Linked DNA regions of Mus musculus: region 2 is linked to region 1. A link is a contact called in public Hi-C data. All regions are on one chromosome and are shown on one strand. Each heading gives the region's core, a stretch centred on a gene start, on an enhancer-like site or on the middle of the called end of the contact. The rest is flanking DNA. Distances are from core to core; before and after follow the strand shown.

Region 1 (6,233 bases), core at 2,835-5,334:
CCTTGGGCCTTTATGAGTCACTATCAGGTTATTTTTTGGCACCATGCCACTGACATCAAGTTTGTTTATGAGCTCCGTTGCTGGCAAGAGGCTCCAGAGAAAAGGTCAGAGTGTGGGATGGGAATTGAAGACCCTGTCTCTGAGTCACTCAAAAGATAGGCTGAGACCAGTAGTTATGTATGTCCCCAACATGGCTACTTTATCCTCGTTAAGAAAAGACCTAGACTTTCCTGATTCCCAGTAGAAGTCAAATAATTACTTCAGAAGTCCTGGATAGAGAATGTGAACCCTCCCTTGCAGTGCAGTGCACCGTGGGTATGTTAGGTGTTCCAGCTGAAACTACCATGCTACAGTTGCTATTGCCTAGAAAGCAGGGGTGTGTGCAAGCTGCAGCACGCTTTGCTTGGCCTGCATTTCTGGGAGAGATTTCCAAGGTGCCTGACTCCCTATTGTGCCCAACAGGGCTGCAGCCAGCCTTTGTGTTTTCCCCTAGTCTGTGTCCAAGACACTCTAGAAACTGTGGTTTGTGACTCCACACAGGGCTCTCTTCCCCATGCTGTCCTGGGATCTAGGGTTGTAGGCACCAGAGAACATGAGAGTGCTAAACAGGCTTTTCAGAACCCATGTGGGAGCACTGAGTCCAGGATAAGAAGGAATTTGACTCAGAGTGTATAGAGCAGCTGCTCTGTGCCAGATGCCAGTCAACACCCTTGAATATGGAGATGAGACGACCCCCCCCCCCACCTCCTTATTATTTGAATCATTCTTTGTATCACCAGCTCCATTAACAATTCAGCCTTCCAAATGTGTCCTGGGCATCCTGCTTTCAGGGACTCCCCTTGAGTCAGTTACCTTGAATGAGCCACACAGAACACTTAGCCCTAGCCAGTCCTTGGATAGTTTCATGTCTGCCACAGAAGTCATCACTTATAAGCCTGGAGGAAAAAAGGATACCTTTTCTTCTAATGGCCTCTCTCTAATGGCTGCTTTTTGTCTTTCTCTTTTCTCCAGGATTCATCACTGACTACAGGGTAAGTGAGTGGCTTTGCCCATTGTAATCAAACTCTGAGGTGCCAAGGGCTCCCTACTGTGCTGTTGCTGTCACACACACACCCCCACCACATTCCGGAGCAGGAGGCCACAAGAGGCAGCTTCTAAATGTGTTCTGACAGACATATTAGGTGGCTTTGCCGTAAGCATCTCTGCCACGTCCATCAAGGGTCGGTCTTCACAGCCCACGTGGCCCTTTTTTCTGCCTTCTGCCTGTACTTGGGGCAGCGTCCTGGGGAGTGCTAGGGCAGAGTCAGAGAAGAGCCAGCCTCTTGGACAGGATCGTAGTCTTGGCAGTCTTTCCTCTACTCACTTTACTTCTTTCTCCATTTTTTTTTTTTTTTAATATTCACCACAAATGTTTTCTGGATTTTGAAAACACCAGGATGTCCCAGCTTTGCTCTGGAAAGGAATTTGGAACCGCAAGTAATGCTGGGAGGTTTCTTCCAAGAATAGAAGCCAAGCCGGGCTGGGAACATGAGGGGCCCACTGCATCTGCTGTCTCTCTCAGAACACGAAGGGGCCCACTTCATCTGCTGCCTCTCTGACTAAAAAAAAAATCTGACCTGGCTTATTTGCTGGGTGGGGAGGCGGGTGTGCATGGTGAACACAAGACACTATCAAAGCATCTTGTCCGAAGTAGTGTGTCTAAATTCTTGGGGCAGTATGTCAGCCACTGATAATAAGGGGTAGCAGGATTGCCTCTCCTAGACACAGAGTACCCTTCCTTCTTCTGATGACAGCTGCAGGCTGGCAGGTGCAGGTTACCAGGGAATCTTCATCCTATCTTCTCCCAGGCCAGAGTCTCATGGAAGCTTGTGCTATGGGGAAAAGCTAGGACTTGTGCAGCTATGGGTATGGCCAAGAGAACACTCCATTTTCTCCTTTAACTTTGTACAAGCTAGCCCTATTTAGGATCCAAGTTACCTTTTAGAAAGCACAATTTAAGGGATACTATAAGAATAATATTAAAAGTAGTTTGAGGATAAGATCACTTAAAATCTTTTCATCCTGACACTTCTGTGGGCTTTGGATTTGTATTACTCTTGTGGGGGGTACAAATGCCAGACTTTTGAGAGGAAAAGCTCTACGTTAAACAGAGCTTGGCAAGTCTGTCAGCAATTGTCAGCAGACCCTCCATTGTTTTAAGTGAACTTGGCATGAGGTCAGATGTCCCCTTCCCCACAATGGTACTTAAACTGTGCAGAAGCAAAATGGAAAAACAAACAAACAAACAAAAAAACCCCGCACATCCTATGGCCTTATTGTCTCATTCTGATTTTATATACTTGGTAAAAGTTGCAGGACTGCTGCATAATAATTCAGGAAAACCAGAGGCCTTCATAAAGAAACAGTTTAATAATAAGGAATTAAACTAGGGAGTAAAGTCTGATGGCGCACACCCTTAACCCCAGAACTCAGGAGGCAGGGGCAGGAGGTTCTCCTAGCCTACCAACCTAGCCTACTAAGTCCATGCCAGCTGGGGCTACATAATGAGACTGTGCCTCAAACAAAAAGCAATTATACCATAGGCATACAAGTATAGGGGAAACAGCATATATACATTTGGTGTTGTCTCAGATTTCATGATTCAGGGAGGAACGACTGCATTTAAAAATAAACTCTGTGTTCCTAGAAGCAGCACGGAGCTCACTCTTAATTGTAGCTAAAGCTAATTCTTAGTGGGCTCTGTGATGGTAGACAGCGGGCGAGTTTAGGGTGCTTTTCCCAACTGTAGAACACCACCCAGAAGGGAGACTGCGCTTTCTCTCCAGGAGACTGGAGCCTCCGGACTAGATAAGAAGTAAAGAGCTCCCCTCCCCCAGCCCGCCCTTTGTAAGCCCAAGTAAAAGAATTTCAAAGAAAGCCAGGAAGTAGTGCAAGGCCATCCTCCCGACAGGCCTGTGTCTCATGCCTGCCCTTTCCTACGTGCTTTTATTGCATTTCCAACCATCATCCATCACCATCAAGAAGAATGTGAGGAGCCAGTGTGAACAGCCTGTCAGATGACCGTCTGGAAAAGCTAGGAGAAGCAGAGGCAGGCTTCTTTGGTAAAAGGGTATTAGGGGTCACTCCCCAGAGGTCAGTGAGACAAAGGCGCTGATACTGTTTCAGAGTGCAGCTTCAGTGCATCCAGGCAGAGAAAGGCAGACACACAAGGAGTTCAGCACCCTCTCTCTGCCTGGATGACCTCCTGCCCCCTCGGAAGCTGCCTAGGGCAGGACCACATCATTCCTATTTCTTCCTGGAGTGCCTCCTCTGGGGTGTACTCAGCAGACATTTGTGCGTTGAAAATGGTAAACTTCAGTGCCTCTCGTTCAGTGTTTCTTCTGTCCTCATCTCCACAGGATGTGAAGGCAGCTTCTCCCTCTCTTCTCCCCAGCTCACACAACAAGTTGTACGCCTTCCCGGCTGGGAAACGGCCATTCTATAGGAAACTGGCTGCTTCCAGAAGAAACCGGCTGACTGGGAAGCTGAAAAGGAGCCTGGCTGTTTGCACTGTTCTCACTGACGGGTTCTTTATATTTTATTTCAGCACTGGCAGATCCCACTGGGGCGACGATTTCGCTCTTTGAAAATGTGGTTTGTTTTTAGAATGTACGGAGTCAAGGGGCTGCAGGCTTACATCCGAAAGGTGACTGCCTTCTTTGTTTATCTAATGTTCTAACGGTCGGTCGTAGGAAACTCAGAAACGAATTCAGGTGTCTTTGTAAGCAAACACCATCATGCATTGCCTAACAACAGGGATAAGCTCTGAAAAGTACATCATGAGGCCCTTTCATAAACATGAGGGCATCAGAATTTTCATATACAAGCAGAGACAGACAATTTCCTAGAAGGGACAGGCCTTTGGGGACAGAGGAATGGATGTGATAAGTTATTCTCCCCCAGTGAAACGAGTCAATTCAAACCAGGTTTGAATAAAGGCAGGTTTCTTGGGAAGCAGCTCTGGGGCGAGTTCACTGGTCCCAAGGAACGAGGCGCCACGAGGAGCGAGACAGAGGGGAGGGGGAAGAGAAAGCGAGAAAGAGCATGCGCGTTCAGGGAGAGAGAATGCAGAGAGGGGGGAGTGAGGGGGAGCGAGAGGCCAAAATGTCTGGATTACATAGGAAAGAGCTTCTGGGGGAGGGGAGGGGAGGGGAGGGGAGGGGAGGCCCAGCCCGGGGCTGGAAAGTTCAGGCTGGAAAGAGAGTGAGAGCAGCCATGATCTGCTGTTGTCTGAAAGAGCGTTTTTTTTTTTTTTTTTTTTTTTTTTTTCCTTAAGCACAGCGTTGGAATCAGGCAGTAGTTTGGGCCTTTACGATTAAGGCACTCACAAACTGGTTCTATGTATCTTCTAAGACACTTTCATTAGAATATAGGTTATCAGCTCCAGGAAGTTAATTAAAAGCAGTGTGTAAATTTAATGTTTTCCACGTATCCATCCAGCAGTAATTTTGACGGAGCAATACTAGTAATGAGAGCATAATGTTTTTCTCCCCCACTACCGCCAAACAAAATGAAATAAAACAAGCAAGCAAACGAACAACAGCAGCAACAACAACCCAAACCTCCCAAACTAAGAAAACCTTTGAGTTGGTTGGGATAGATACCATCTAGTCCTTTTGTCTCAAGGAGGCTTTCTGGGCAGTATGGAACTTCGGTTCCAATAAGCCACCCAGTCACTATGATGTGCCTTAAAGTAGCTTGAGGAGCCGCTTATTATTCTAAGTCCTACTACCCTACTTTTTTTGTTTGTTTGTTTGTTTCCAGGCTAAGCCCTGAGTATGAGCCAGGACATGTCTACCCATTTAGTCAGATGCAGAGGGCCCAGTGACTTCAGCTGAGTCCTTTCTAAGCCACAACATCATCTTGATGAGGCAAGCATGCCTGTGGTTTCCAGCCTGTGGTGGTGACAGCTTTCCCCTTAAGTCCCACTGCATTACCAGATGTGCAGCTAAAGGCAGGGGCTGAGTGTCTCGGGCCCTCTTCTATGACAGGATGCAGAAAAGCAGTTGTTAGAAGAGTACCCGTGTCTCTTCTAAACTGGCATCTGTCCAGGTCACAAAACTGTTGTAAGGAAATGTATGCAAACATTGAGCAGTGTAAGAAGCTACACAGGGGAAAGAACTAGAAACCTAGAGTGTGTGTAGATTTCTAGATAGTCCCTGATCCAATTGCAAACGGGATAAGGAGGGTGAGTCAACTTGTGTGTAATAAGAAAGAAACCCCAAGTGGTTTATCAGTCAAAGGTGGTGATGACTCTCAGTTCAGGACAGCTCACTGCGATTAGCTTGTGCCAGGTTAAAGACACACCACACCTCTTTCTGGAAAGGCCCCAATCCAGCCTTCACAGGAGACCATAGGAATGGTCAAAGATGGCGTTCCTAGGCTTGAGCTAATTGAAGAGCATTTTAGTCCTGAATCTTTGGTGCCCTCTGGTGGGAAGACTTGAGACAATTGCTTCTGTGGCATCTATGACCAAACAAGCTGTGTGTGCTTCAGCTCCTCTAAAGGATGGGCCTTGTGGAAGGTAGTGCTGGATGCCAGGAGGCTCCAATTAGCTAAGTGTGCCCTTGGAGAGTGAGCAAATGTTCATATGTGGTTTTAATCAGTTTTTGAATTCTTTAAACATCTAGAGATTAAATAAGTTGGTGTATTCAATGCGATCACATAGCGTTTTCTTTTTCCTTTTAATTATTTTATTATTTTGGAGCTAGGGTCTCAGTATGTAGCCTTGGTTGGCCTGGGGCTCAGTATGTCGATCAGGTTGGCCTCAGGCTCAGTATGTCGATCAGGTTGGCCTGGGGCTCAGTATGTCGATCAGGTTGGCCTCAGGCTCATAGAATCTTCCAGGTGCTGTGATTACAGGCACACACCATCACACCAGAGGGGACACAGCTCTTGAATGTGGCAGGTTAGGGTGATTCCTGTCTGTAAGTTGGAATCAGGCTGGGATCACTATCCCATTTACTGCAGAAGTGATACCCCAGTGTACACATCAGATGCAGCTGATGTGAATCTCAGCTGAGCCCAGGTATGACTGAGGCCTACGCTATGACACTTGTTCTTGCAGGGTCTCAGTTTCCTATCTACAAATTAATAAAGCTATCATGAGGAGGTCAAGGTGGCCTTTTTTTCTTTTAGAATCTTCAACTACTTCTTTATAATGTTTATTATAAAATTATAAACGGAAGGGGGTT
Region 2 (6,578 bases), core at 3,954-6,453, 440 kb before region 1:
GTATTGGTCCCTTGTTCTGGGATCACCCAAGAGTAGCACTTTGAGCTTCATGACTGGTTTTGTCCTGGGATGTAGTTACAATTATTGCTGGATGTACTTGCAAATCTTTTCCTGTCCTGTATCTTTTACAGTTGACCAGCGCCAACATTTCTTATTCTAATTGAATAGCTTGACAAAAGAGTGCCTTTGGCCTGCAAATCCATTTCTCCCTTCTCTTTCTTCCTCAGTAAAATTGAAATATGTAGAACAGTGAGGGACAGGTAACTGAGATGATTGTTTCTGTTGCTGTCATTTACAATTCATGGAGGAAAAAGAGAAATCGGATTTGTTGGATAAGCTCTATGACTATTTCCATCTCTGCTTGCCTTCTCTTCAAACTCTAACATCTTTGTCTGAATACAAATAATAGACAGAGAAGGGAAAAGGAGAATGGATGTTGTTCCTCCCACTCTGGGAGGACTAAGAATGGAACTAGCAATATTTCTAAAGAGTGGACACCCCCCCCCCTAATCTGGCTGTCATCAGGCAATTTATCTGTCCATATATCACCATCACCAAATTCCAAGTTCTAAGGTTCCTTTGGGGAGCATCAGTTATGAAAGTAAGATGTGAATAAGAGAGATGACTGTAGATTTGAGTTTTCTCAAAAGTGTAGCCAAATGTAGTCACATCCCAAGCCTCCCAAAGTAGAAAACACATTATAGCGTCTGCATCCCAAAAGACAATAGAAAGAATGTAAGAGCCAGAGATGAGAAGGAACGCTGGGAAGCACTATCTGCTCTACATGGCATGGCCATGGTGCCCGAGAACTCACATCAGCTGTGGTTGCCCGCCAAAGACTTGCACAAAATGGAGCCTGTCCAGAGTCTGTCATGCTTTGAGGAGGGGGTCTCAAGGCCTCACCCCTCTCACATTGTCAGGAGCTGTTGACAAATCATGGTTGCTGAGAGAAGGGGAAGTCACTTTCCTCGGTGCTATGGCTACTAGTAAGCTGCCCACAGTCTAAGAAACTGTCTCCCATCCATAGTCACACTAATTAAGCTAATTAAACTCAGTGGGGTCCCAAGTAACAGTAAAAATTAAACACATGAAGGTGGGAGGGCCTGTTGGGAAGAATAAGGGCTCAACAGTATCATTAAGAGGATGGGAAAAAGGGATGGGGTAAGATGGTCAAGACATTAACCTACATGTATGAATTTTTCAGAAGACTCTTTTTAAAATAGTGTCTATGTGTGAAGTACAGTTTCTTTGTTTCTTCGGATGAAGAGGGACCCCTCTCCCACTCCCACCCTTTGCCTCACTCTCTACATGGTAACCCTTCAAAGACCTTCCTGGCCTCAATTGGTTGGTAAATGGGAGTAGAGACATACATAATTGCAGTCTGAGAAAAATTCTTCCCCTTCTTGCAGGCATGTGGTCCCAAAGTAGCTTTATGTTCAGACTGAGACTCAACAAGGACATGGGTCCTGAATTTCTACAGCATCCAGCATCTGGCTCCCTAAACTAGAACTCCAGGAACTGTGGCCCCAAAAGTTTTTGGAAGTCATTCATATAATACAGACCATAATATCTAGAATCGTAGAAACTGTGTAACCCAGGAGCATTTATAAAGAACAACATGTACACCCCTGAGCATTCATAACCATCGGCATTCAGAAGCTACAGCAACAGTTAGAAGCATGTCAATGCATTGTACAGTCCTTCAGAGTAGTATTAGAACACACAAGAATATGGAAGTCACCGGGAATACCCATCATTTGGTAGACTACTTGCTTTGTATGCATGAGGCCCTGATTTGATACTAGAGAAAAATGTGGAGTTCTGCCCTATACTGTAGCCACTTAGTCATATTAGCTGAGAAGCACTTGCCACATGGCTGTTCACGTTGAAATAGTTTGTACGTGCTCGGTAAAGAAATTCGTTAATCACATGTATAAATAAAGCTAAAATTAGAGCAATTAAAATTACCTTCACTTCTCTCCTTTCAAATCAGACTACAAGAAGATGTAAAATCACATATATGGCCCCCAATGTATTTTGCACACTAGTGTTAGACTCTGAAGCCTTATCAGTGAGGAACACTTCCATCTGCAATGAGGGGGTCAAGCATATGCAACAGCCATCCCGTCCCAGGCTTTCTACCTCTAGGCTGTCCTAATCACTCTGCAGTCACAGGGTTGCTTTGGTCTTCATCAGCAGATTAAACTGCTCTCTGAAAACATCGTGATTTTCCTCTCTGATATTTTTCACAGCTGTATACATCTCTTAAAAGAACTCAGCCAAATCAAAACCAAGCATACCTTAATGTGCTGTGAGTCAGAAGTATGCCATTTACCTTTTCTTTCTAATAGCAAGTAGAAAGGAAAACTCAGCAAGCTCCTATTTGTCCCAGCACCAAGTAGAGGATGATTGCCTGTTCTCATCTGCCGGGAGCTACATAAACAGTGCTAAGGCCACGCTGGGCCAAAGCTGCCACAGCTGGATGAGAGGCATACCCCCCATCTCCACCCTGACTCCCAAAGGGCAGTACATATGAGGCGAATGAGCCTCCCAGACCGCTGGGATTGAAAGTCCCTCAGACTGTATGCAGCAGTAGCCTGAACATTATCACATTCTCTGCAGTCATTGCCTCCAGTTGTGTGTGAGAAAATAGACCTGGCTGTGTTTATTCAACATGTGCAGGCTGATAGCAAAATGCCCACTGGCTGATTGCTTGCCTTCTGTTTTCTTGGTCTTTAGCCACAACAAACCTCCAATAAGAACTATATCTTAAGATTTGGTCATAATTGAGGGTGGGGGAAGAAGCCTGGGAATGAAACATCCGTGCACATTTGCTTCATGTCAGCAGATGAGTTGCTTTCTGCCCACTATGCACTATTCAATGATATATGCCTTGTGCTGTCCTATAAGCCCATAGGGAGCTATGCTTCAAGCCCTGTGATTAAGTCCAGGTAAGTGTTAAAGAGGAATGCCAGTATCCTGCATCTGTGTAACCCTTTACAAAAGTGGAGATGGACACACAGGAAAAACAAACATCTACTCCCAGACATCTTAGATAGAAAAGCAAAATTGGAAAATTGCCATTGGCTTTGACCTTGGCTTGATAACCCTTCATGGAGAAGCTCAGGCCTGGAAAATAGCAATCCTTGGGGTACATCTGAAGTAGATCAAGATGAAGAAGCAGCAAGAGGATCACACTGCTACCTTGTTTAGAGATTTCAGGGACTTGGCAGCTTTGTAAGGAACCTAAGCCAAGGGCCTGGCAGTGGCTAGACCTTTCTGCACTCTACAAGGCATCCAGGTTGGCTACCTCTGGCATATGTCTATTCCTCTTCCTGAATAAGTATGACCCTAAGGACAGAGTGCCAGGGAGCAATAGGAATGTGCTGGCAGGACCTATCATCACTGGGTGCCAGCATCAGGGGGTGGGGGCAAGGGAAATGTTTAAGTCCATATGAGATAGTGAGAGGAAACGGACTGGTCAGGAAAAAAGGACACAAGTAAAGGGGTACCTTTAGTAGTATAGAACTCTCGTACTTGAACAAGACAGTTCTGGATACAGGGAAGAAACTGAGAAAGTCTACTCACCTAGAGCAGAGCTGCTAATGGCCAGAGTAGTTGAGACTGATCCTGAGTTAGGTAGGAGTATGGTGAAGGACCAAATCTGCTCTGAACTAACTGTAGCTTTCTCCCTGATGGCCGGTGAGATCCTGGGCCCAGCCATCTCCTATAGGAAACAAGGTTTTGCATACCATTTATATGAAGAAACATTTAAACTCTTTTACAACAAAAAAGAAATAATTAACTAGAGTCTAAAAATAGCATTTAAGGTTTTGCACATTAAAAAAGCTTTATCAGACTCGGTGGGGGAAGCTGGGAGAGGGTAGCGCTTGGGATGTAAATAACTAATAAAAATTTAAAAAATATGTTTATCAGGCTTGAGAAATAGTCTGTCCAGCAAAGTGGCTTGCTGTGTGAGCATGAAGTACTGAGTTCAATCTCCAGAACATACTTAAAAAAAATAAAAAATAAAAAGGCTCAGTGTTTTTAATGCTAGCACAATGGAGGCAGAGACAGGATCCCTGTAGCTCACTGAGCAGATAGTCTAGCCTTTGTAGAAAACTCTCTAGAGAGTCCCTGTCTCAAAATTGTCCATGATCATGCATAAAAGAGCACCCAAATCCACCCGCATGCTTTTTAAAATTGCTTTGTCATGCTAGGTTCATTGTAGTAAAAGTCTCTGTGATTCCTCCTTTCAGAAAGGTACATTGACTCGTTCCTGGCTCACCCTTGTCCATGGGCATATGTGGGGTTATAGCATCACTGTTAACCTATATATAGTTCTGGGTCTTGGTTTTGTTTGTTTTTTTTTTCCATGTACTGTGCTAGAAGCAGCATTACTTGGTGTTTCTCCGAAGGCTCTCTGATTGTCATGGTTACTAATTGGACTGTATTTCTCCACAGACTCTCTGACATCAGAGTTACTGATTTTTATTGCCCTTTACAATGTAGCTCTCCTAACTGCTGAATATTTTAGATTTTTTCCACAGAATACAATGAATGCTGTTATATTTATATTTTCTCCTTCTACTGAATTGCTTCCCTACAAAGATAAAGTATTTGTTGATATCTGATTCCATTTTGCTTTCCATTTAAACCAACAGCAGGCGTATGTGTTTGTTGTATCCACTGCAGTTTCAAGGTGATTTCTTTTCTAGTTTAACATTTATTTTTAAAGATGGTGGAATTTGAACTTAATTCTTACAGGCAATCTTCTCTTTAGTGTCTCTTGAGTGATAGAACCATATAGTCTTGGAACAAAGACAAATGCTTTGATATAAAAGTATATATGTGTATACATATAAGCATCCTAAACTACAAGTATAAATCTAAACATAATTTGCTTTATATATCAAATGCCATTTTGCCTAGCAGTATCTTATTTTCCTTTGCCATATAGTGCAGCAAATATTTGAGTTAGTTTTTTCTTCACATTCCCTGAAAGAGAAACAGCTTTAACAAACAACATTGAAACAATTAAAGGCCAAAAGCAAAGCAATGGGAAGGACAATTGTGCACCTCTTGTGGTCCTTATTAATTGGTCTGCATGCACACACATCTCTAGCCAGCCTCTTTTGTCTAGCCTGTCAGAGGACATTAGCTGAGACCAATCTTGAAGCTACTTCCTGGCTCCCAAATGGACATAGTCACTAAGAAAGAAAGACTCATTTATTAGAATGAATTTTTTGCTGCGTAAGTGAGGATTGTACAAGGCACATTTCATGCATCATTATCTGGGTCTGATTAGCAATGATGGAAATTGGTCCTCAATTTTAACAATCAGCGGAAAGGAACCTTCAGCTCTCGCTGAAGACGGACAATTGCCATAGACATTTCTGCATTTTCTGCACAATAGGAAAATGGAGGCAAAGGCCCTTGCAGAGGCAGCTCTTAAATTGTTTTGGCAGCACTTGTCTCACATATGCCATTCTCCCTCTGACGCAAATAAATCATGACCTTGCTGTCCTGAGCAGCAGGATGACATATCTTAGGATGCCCTGTGCCACAGGGGGCCACATTGTCCCTCATGGCCCTAGACATGGCTAGGCCACCTGGTCAATGCAGCCAACCCTCACTCAAGCTTTGGAACAAGTGCCACCTGTCTTTGAATGATATGTGACCTTGCACATGTCAGTGGGTCTCTTTTTAGTTTCCTATCTAAACAATGACAGTGACAACACCAGTTACATTACAGACCACTTGTGAGGATTGCAATACTAGGATTTATACATACAAACAAATTCTACTTGGAGTCCAGCAGGCAAACACTCTTTCCCTAGCACAAAGGCATGCCATGCTTCTGGGGCTTGCTTTGAAAGGCCTCTAAGAAGGAAGCCATAGTGAAGGCCAAGAATGGGAGCTTTTATACTACTACAGTGGGTATAATGTTTTCTGTTGTTCATGTCAAGGTCTTTACTATTACAATAAAAAGATCCAAAGGTAGTTCCCTTCTGTGGGCGACACAATGAGGTTCCCAAGCTCCCTTCCCTGCTATCCTCTGCCCAGTTCAGGAATTAAGATGCAGTAATATGATGAAAAGGAAACATGTCAGACAATAGGAAAGCCCCTTATTGTAGAGGAGTGAATTGGTTTTTCCTTTTCAAGTCTTGCAGGTAGATTACTGCTAAGGGGCAGCACAGAGGGAGGCAGGGCTTGCAGAATTGAAGGGTTTCTGAATACTTCCCATACAGCCCCATATGCTCTGAGATTCTCTTTGACAGCACAGGAAGTTAAAAAAAAAAAAGTGCCCTATACCAGAGCCTAAAGCCTACATGACTGCAGCCCAGGGGATGCTGATAGATTGCAGATTGTCAGGAACAGGCTGGCAGTTTAGAGTCATGTGTGAAGACACAGCCCTGGCATCATGACATACAGCTGCTCATCAGGTGCCTCACTTCTTAAGATGTCAGCTGCAGTGCAGTGCAGCTATCCTGGAGTCTTACCAGCACGTTTGCTTGTCTAGTACAGCAGAGAGAAAACATGGGGACCACATCACACCTGCATGGACTTCAGCTGTT

Evidence for each region. Hi-C and Micro-C count contacts between places; a contact is called where the count stands out from the background.
Region 2: a contact with region 1 is called in a Hi-C map of embryonic retina, with 1.6 times the contacts expected there. The contact joins two enhancer-like sites. A contact is called at or near these places in 6 of 39 promoter capture datasets (cranial neural crest, frontonasal cranial neural crest, liver and 3 more), 1 of 484 Hi-C or Micro-C datasets (embryonic retina) and 2 of 115 datasets of contacts at active chromatin or transcription factors (bone marrow-derived macrophages and embryonic basal ganglia).

What each region holds. Positions count from the first base shown.
Region 1 is chr11:11,819,647-11,825,879 of GRCm38.p6, reverse strand. It overlaps Ddc (dopa decarboxylase), which reads left to right. Exons shown (of 15, transcript NM_001190448.1): 11 at 1,012-1,031; 12 at 3,587-3,685. Among named protein-coding and RNA genes, the nearest start is that of Gm51937, 14 kb to the left of the region's middle. Within about 2 kb of position 4,084, at least 228 of the 459 cell types and tissues checked have an H3K27ac peak or open chromatin away from gene starts, as enhancers often do. A contact at or near this core is called in embryonic retina, where this site is marked.
Region 2 is chr11:12,256,491-12,263,068 of GRCm38.p6, reverse strand. The region is part of intron 10 of Cobl (cordon-bleu WH2 repeat); the gene reads left to right. Among named protein-coding and RNA genes, the nearest start is that of Gm12002, 55 kb to the left of the region's middle. Within about 2 kb of position 5,203, at least 4 of the 459 cell types and tissues checked have an H3K27ac peak or open chromatin away from gene starts, as enhancers often do. A contact at or near this core is called in embryonic retina, where this site is marked.